Linked DNA regions of Xenopus laevis: region 1 is linked to region 2. The links are chromatin contacts, called in public Hi-C maps. All regions are on one chromosome and are shown on one strand. Each heading gives the region's core, a stretch centred on a gene start, on an enhancer-like site or on the middle of the called end of the contact. The rest is flanking DNA. Distances are from core to core; before and after follow the strand shown. Region 1 has its middle 14 kb from the start of LOC108699282. Region 2 has its middle 66 kb from the start of LOC108699281.

What was found. Hi-C and Micro-C count contacts between places; a contact is called where the count stands out from the background.
Region 1: a contact with region 2 is called in a Hi-C map of the XTC cell line, with 5 times the contacts expected there. The contact joins two enhancer-like sites. A contact is called at or near these places in 2 of 4 Hi-C or Micro-C datasets (the XL177 cell line and the XTC cell line).

Annotation. Positions count from the first base shown.
Region 1 is chr8L:110,774,597-110,777,904 of Xenopus_laevis_v10.1, forward strand. No RefSeq gene overlaps it. Among protein-coding and RNA genes, the nearest start is that of LOC108699282, 14 kb to the right of the region's middle. Within about 2 kb of position 1,830, at least 1 of the 7 cell types and tissues checked has an H3K27ac peak or open chromatin away from gene starts, as enhancers often do.
Region 2 is chr8L:110,580,524-110,584,112 of Xenopus_laevis_v10.1, forward strand. No RefSeq gene overlaps it. Among protein-coding and RNA genes, the nearest start is that of LOC108699281, 66 kb to the left of the region's middle. Within about 2 kb of position 1,583, at least 1 of the 7 cell types and tissues checked has an H3K27ac peak or open chromatin away from gene starts, as enhancers often do.

The sequences.
Region 1 (3,308 bases), core at 580-3,079, 190 kb after region 2:
GCCCCCCTGCAACCGCAGGGTCTGCTTCCTCTATAGTTACGCCCCTGAGGGGTCCATTAGGCGATCTTCTGATATTTTTGCAGGCCAATCTGACCCTGGCTGCCATAAGTCCACTACTCCTCATAACTAAGCTCTAGTCTAGTGTGACCAGGGTACTTGTTAAAATATGCACACTTTAGGGTCAACAGGTTTCTTGCCGAAATAGATTTGCACTATTGCAGGTGACAAATCTCCCAGAAATGCTTCTCTGCCGGCAATAACTGAAATCGCCTGTGGCAAAAGCTAAGGGCCCATTCGTTTTCCGAAGTTGCCTCGTGAGGAAACTATGGCCAAATTTGTGTTGCATTTGTTTTACCTATATCAATTATTGCTGGTGGAGAAGCAATTTTGGGTGATTTTTTGCAGACAATATCGTAAGTCTCCCCGCTGATCATGGCCCAAGGACATTGCTTGTGGCTAGGACGTATAGGACACATAAATTGCATCAAAAACATGGAGATCATAGTATAGAAGTAGCTGATCAATGTATTACAAGTATGGGATCCGTTATCCGGAAAACCATTATCCATAAAGCTCAAAATTACAGAAAGGCAGTCTCCCATAAACTCCATTTTATTCAAATAATCCAAATTTTTAAAAATGATTTTCTTTTCTCTGTAATAATAAAACAACACCTTGTACTTGATCCAAACTAAGATATAAGTAATCCTTATTGGAAGCAAAACCAGCCTATTGGATTTATTTTGTGTTTACATGATTTTCTAGTAGACTTAAGGTATCCGGAAGATTTCAGGTCCCGAGCAATATAGATGTCAGGTCCCATACCTGTACTGTACAATTAGATTTACTTTCTCTACACTCAGTAAACTTTGACATTTTTGGCATACAAACTGACTATAAGGGTACTACACAAACGTTTTCGGTGTGATCAGACCGATGTAACAAAACGCCGGCGTCAAATCGGATGCAATGGAAATAAGGTAAGTAATGGCATTGTCGGATGGTGCCGCAGCGTTGATCCGACGCAACACGACTGCCTGATGCAACCGCTGCGCCTGCATCCGACAGTCACGTCGGGTCAACGCTGCAACTTCATCCGACATTTTTATCTCTTACCTTATTTCCGTTGCATCCGATTTGACACCGGTGTTTTTTCGCAGCGCGTCGGATCGCGCCGAAAAGTTTGTGTACTTCTACCCTTAGACTGGAAGAAATAAAATACATTAAAGAAATAATTAAAAACCAGAATCTTCTGCAGAGAAAAAAGGGATATAAATATCATCACTGCTATTCTCAAATTCGCTTGTACTACTAACAAACACTAGGTGGCTCTCAAGAGGCATGGATTTTACTCCCTGCTTCTACCTTAAATAAAAGCAATAACGAAAGGGTGCAAGCCTATTTTTATTATTATTAACATGTATTTATAGAGCATATTTCGCAGTGCTATAAAGTAAATGTGTTTATACAGCTAAATCACATGAATTACATACATAGGCCTATACACCCTTTCTTTAACATAGGCTGGAGTGAATAATAAACAATCACAACATCCATTTATTCCTGTATATTATGTGCACTATAAAAATAGCATTTCTTAGATGCAATTAATCTCATCCTGCATCAATTAATTAATTATCTATTGGTTTTGTTTTATCCCCAGCAAAGTAGTAGCCGGTGTCCCGTAGAGCCTTCCATCTAATCTGGTTGCCTGAGGCTCAAGGAGATGAAATGATTTGCCCAAAGATCACAAGCAGTTGGTACAGGAACTGAATTAAGAGAGCTTGGTCACAGCCCAGTGCCTCTCTTTTCATTATGATCATTTCCCTGTAATTGTCCACAAAAGAAACCCTGGGTCCTAAGAGCTGCTGCAGACCTACAGATCCCAGAATGCTCTGCAGAGAAAGCTGTGCTATAGTGAGATACCACAGGATGCTTCACTACCCTTACCTATTGGTAGAAGCATGGGAGCTACAGTTGAACAAAAGCCAGGGGCTGCCAGTTAGCCATTCCTTAAATGTAATTCTATAAATCTCTATCAGTTTTTTCACATTTGTAAGAAATGTTACGACTGCACAGGCCTTGCCTGAATCTTCAACCATTCTCCTGATTCATGATTTGCGCAAAAATAGGTCGAGGGTGCAAATACATGGGCTTTAATGGGCTTCATTTTTTCTTTTTTTTTATAGTGTTTTAGTTATTTGCCTCCTTCTTCTTCCATCTATTAAATGGGGTTCACTGACCTCATCTAAAAATCTGGTCTGCTCCTACAAATGTAGGAGTATTGCTACATTTTATTATTCATCTTTCTATTCAGGGCCTGCTCCTATTCATATTCCAGTCTCTTTTTTCAGTGCATGGTTGCTAGGGTAATTTGGACCCGAGCAACCAGATTGCTGAATTTGCAAACTGAGAGAGCCGCTGAATAAAAAGCGAAATAACTGAAAAACCACAAATAATAAAAAAAAAAATAAAACCATTCGCAAATTGGCTCAGAATATCACTCACTACATCCTAATAAACGTTAAAGGAACAGTAACACCAAAAAATGTATGTGTTTTTAAGACATGACAATGTAATGTAGTGTTGCCCTGCACTGGTAAAACTGGTGTATTTGCTTCAGAAACACAATTATAGTTTATATAAACAGGCTGCTGTGTAGCCATGGGGGCAGCCATTCAAGCACAGGATATAAAGTAGATAACAGATAAATTCTGAAGAATCCCATTGTATACTACAGAGCTTATTTGTTATTTGCTGTGTAACCTGTGCCTTTTGTCCTTTTTTAGCTTTGAATGGCTGCCCCCATGGCTACCCAGCAGCTTGTTTATATAAACTATAGTAGTACTTATCTGTTATCTACTGTGTACACTGTGCTTGAATGGCTGCCCCCATGGCTAACCAGCAGCCTGTTTATATAAACTATAGTAGTACTTATCTGTTATCTACCGTATATCCTGTGCTTGAATGGCTGCCCCCATGGCAACCCAGCAGTTTGTTTATATTAACTATAGTAGTACTTATCTGTTATCTGCTGTGTATCCTGTGCTTGAATGGCTGCCCCCATGGCTACCCAGCAGCTTGTTTATATAAACTATAGTAGTACTTATCTGTTATCTACTGTGTATCCTGTGCTTGAATGGCTGCCCCCATGGCTACCCAGCAGCTTGTTTATATTAAATATAGTAGTACTTATCTGTTATCTACTGTGTATCCTGTGTTTGAATGGCTGCCCCCATGGCTACCCAGCAGCTTGTTTATATTAAATATAGTAGTACTTATCTGTTATCTACTGTGTATCCTGTGTT
Region 2 (3,589 bases), core at 333-2,832:
AACACAAGCATGTGAAAAGTTCCTGAGGGTGCCAATTTTGGGCTGTGATTATTGGTAGCCCCTTATGTGGTCTGGTAGCCTTCAGGAGGCTCTGTTTGGCTGTACACCTGTTTTATTTTGTAACCAAAACTTGTTCTCAACCCAAGAATTCAAAAATAAGCACCTGCTTTTTAGGCCACTGTGAGCAACATGCAAGAAGTTGGTGAGTAACATGTTACTTGCAAGCCACTGTTGGAGATCACTGGTCTATAGCATCAGTTGAAGCAAGGGGTGTGGCAACCCCTGGTGAAGCCATTTGTAGAACTCAAACTCTGTATATAGATACCACCATGTCAGTATAGACAATATCCTCTATTAGTAATCCATGTAACCAAATAAATTACTACAAAGTGGTGAAATCACCATGTGAAGGACACGTGAAGGTCCATGTGCTCATGCCCCAGAACTTACATCTTAAGGAGAAGATATCCAAATATCTGGTTAAAATGCCCCTTACAAAACAATGCAAAAATGTTGTAGAGTTACAGTAAGTGGGACTTAATTATTAAGATTGCTCCATACTAGAACCTATAAGTGTGATATTCATGTAAAGTATGTTACACAATTCATTAACACAGGTATGCATTTTCAGTTACAAAAAAACCATTAGATACGGGTTGGTTTAGCAGTGACCTGACCTGTGCAGAAATTTACTGGAGGACAAGTCTATTCTGTAGTTTATCTTTCTATTTGGAGGGCTGGTAGATGATTTATCTTACTTTGTACGTGTTCCAGTCAAATGCCTGCATATTGCTCAGGTTACATGGATGGAGTTCTGCTTGTAAAAAATGTCAGGTTAATTGAAATTACTGTTTGTTGCAGTGTGAGAAGCCACATCCCTAACTGCAAGGTCCAGCTTTATGTATCATAATGCTTTTTATACATAACACTGTCACACATGCCATTTAGTGAGAATAAGTGCTCAGTTCATGTGCTACACATATTTTTACTAATGCAAATGACTGTTTACTTGCTTAACGCCAAATAGCCATCCTGGGGCTTTACAAAACAACTTGATAAATTTCTGAAGTTACAGAGAACATCTAGTCACGTTGCCTAGCAAACCCTGTAGGGGTCACTGCTGAACTTCAAGCTAAAACACAGATATAGAAACAATTTCCATATGTCATAGAGGCTGTAATTAGAGTTCAATGTTACAAAGAAAAATAGACTTTATTGCAATTAAAGGGCTAAAGCCAAGTCAACATGTTAAATAGATGCTGATTTGAAGTGACAGAGAAATTAAGATAGAACCTACAGTAAAAGACTCTTCTGTTAAATTCCATTCTGTTGTCATAGAAAAGTATCCTACCCATCCAATAATTCTACATGCATATCCAACAAACTTAACTCAACAAACTCAGCTTTCGCTCAGCTCCCTTCTCATTATTGTAAAGGGAACCATGTTACTGATTGTTGGCTTTGCTTTAGCTCTAACCTCACATTCTGTTGGGTAGAGCTACTGTATCTACAAATGTTTATGGAGTATATAGATGCCAGTCAAGTTCTTTGTGAACCAGTAGCGTCACTAGAGGGGGGCGGGCCCTGGTGCGTGACGCACAGCCGGGCCCGCCCCCCTCCGTACGGCCGCATTTTCAGAGGCGCACGGGCTGCCGGGGGGCCCTGCCTCCCTGGTTCCCCCGGTAGTTCCGCCACTGTTGTGAACACCCAATTCCCCTTTTGCAACTTAAGGTGAATTAAAACATAATTTTAGGGGTGGGAAATTCCTGTTCACTATAAACAGCTTCCTGGTCCCATTTAGAAGCTTTGGAGACCAAATTCCCCACATTGTCTGTATTTAGCACATATTCCTGACTGTTTTAGTGTTACCTCTATCCTCATCATCTCTTCTGAATTTAGGCATTATGTATTATGTATTAGGCATTATATATCATCCCTTATCCCTGCACAAAGAAAAGTCTTGAATGACAATGGTCATACTCTTATTAGTAGGGATGCACTGAATCCAGGATTCGGTTCGGGATTCGGCCTTTTTCAGCAGGATTCGGAATCGGCCGAATCCTTCTGCCAGGCCGAACCGAATCCGAATCCTAATTTGCATATGCAAATTAGAGGTGGGGAGGGAAATCACGTGACTTTTCGTCACAAAACAAGTAAAAAAAAATTTCCCTTCCCACCCCTTACTTGCTTATGCAAATTAGGGTTCGGCTTCGGTTCGGTATTCGGCCGAATCTTTCACAAAGGATTTGGGGTTTGGCCGAATCCAAAATAGTGGATTTGGTGCATCTCTACTTATTAGTTGTATTGGACTTTTCTCTTCATTGGTCCAACTAATAAATGAGATGTACAAGGTTAGACCTATTATGTTAAGTCTGTAAAAGACAGATGCTAAAACATTCCAAAGACACTTGGGGGCATATTTACTAAAGAGCGACTTGTGTTTTTCTGACAAATTTCCGCTAAAAAGACAATTTGCAATGACATCACCTATTTACTGAAAGATGAGCGACACACTTCGCTAGAGAACTACCTTGTCGCTGGCAAACTTTCGTCAGGCAAATTATTGCTTAGGCGAACGATCACAAGTTCACTAATTTATCAAAATTTCAATTCGCTACCCTTTTCACCAAAATCTATTTTGCCAGGTTCTGACTGGCAAATTAATACAATGAAGTTATTATATCCTCAACATTATTATGTCAGTGACATCATATCCCGTATTCCAAAAAAGTCATGAGCAAAAGTCAAAAACGCTGGGGATTTGTCATATTTAAAGTGGGATCATGTTTACAAGTTGTAACTGTTAAAAATATTGTATTTACACTTTTTTTTTACATTTGAAACTCATGACACATTTGTTTTAGGAGGGCTCATGGCCTGGGATAATGGAGGCTCTCTGTCTTTCTGTTTTTATTTTTAATAAAAAGTGGACACTTCCAGCAAGTTCAACAACATCACTAATATATACAGACATTTGACCTTTATATACTCACTGAATTTAAATTGATGTAAGCGTAAGTCAGTTAAAGTTTTGCTAGGAAGAAAGGAAGGCTAGAGAAAATTCGTAATGAAATTTTCACACCAACGAATTATTGCTGACAAAAGTACCCCAGCATTCTTTTGTCGAGACATAATTGAGCATTTTGATGCATTTTGATGAATACGTGTATTCGTCACAAAATAACATCTGACTTGGTTGCACAAAGTCTGGCAGAGACTTCCGAAATGAAAATTTGCATGCAAGTAAATGTGACCCGTGGGCTGAATAATGAACATAGGTGCTAAGTGCAGTTGTCAGAAGCAACCGAGATTGCCTCTTTGCACTTTATAAATGGCCCCTAAAGACTTTGTGTACTATAAGACGCACATAATCTGAGCTCAGCATTACTCTTTAATTTATTAATACAACTGGAAAAAAGTTTGCAGGTCATTGTTAATGGATAATTGACTGATAATTGATTGTCAGTTATGATTCAACTCTCAATTCAGTAATTGACCCAATATGGACTTTGTGCAACAAAGCTATTATGCAATGCAAAACTGACTCATGCCTTTATTATAATATAAAGAGACTTACTAAATTGCACAA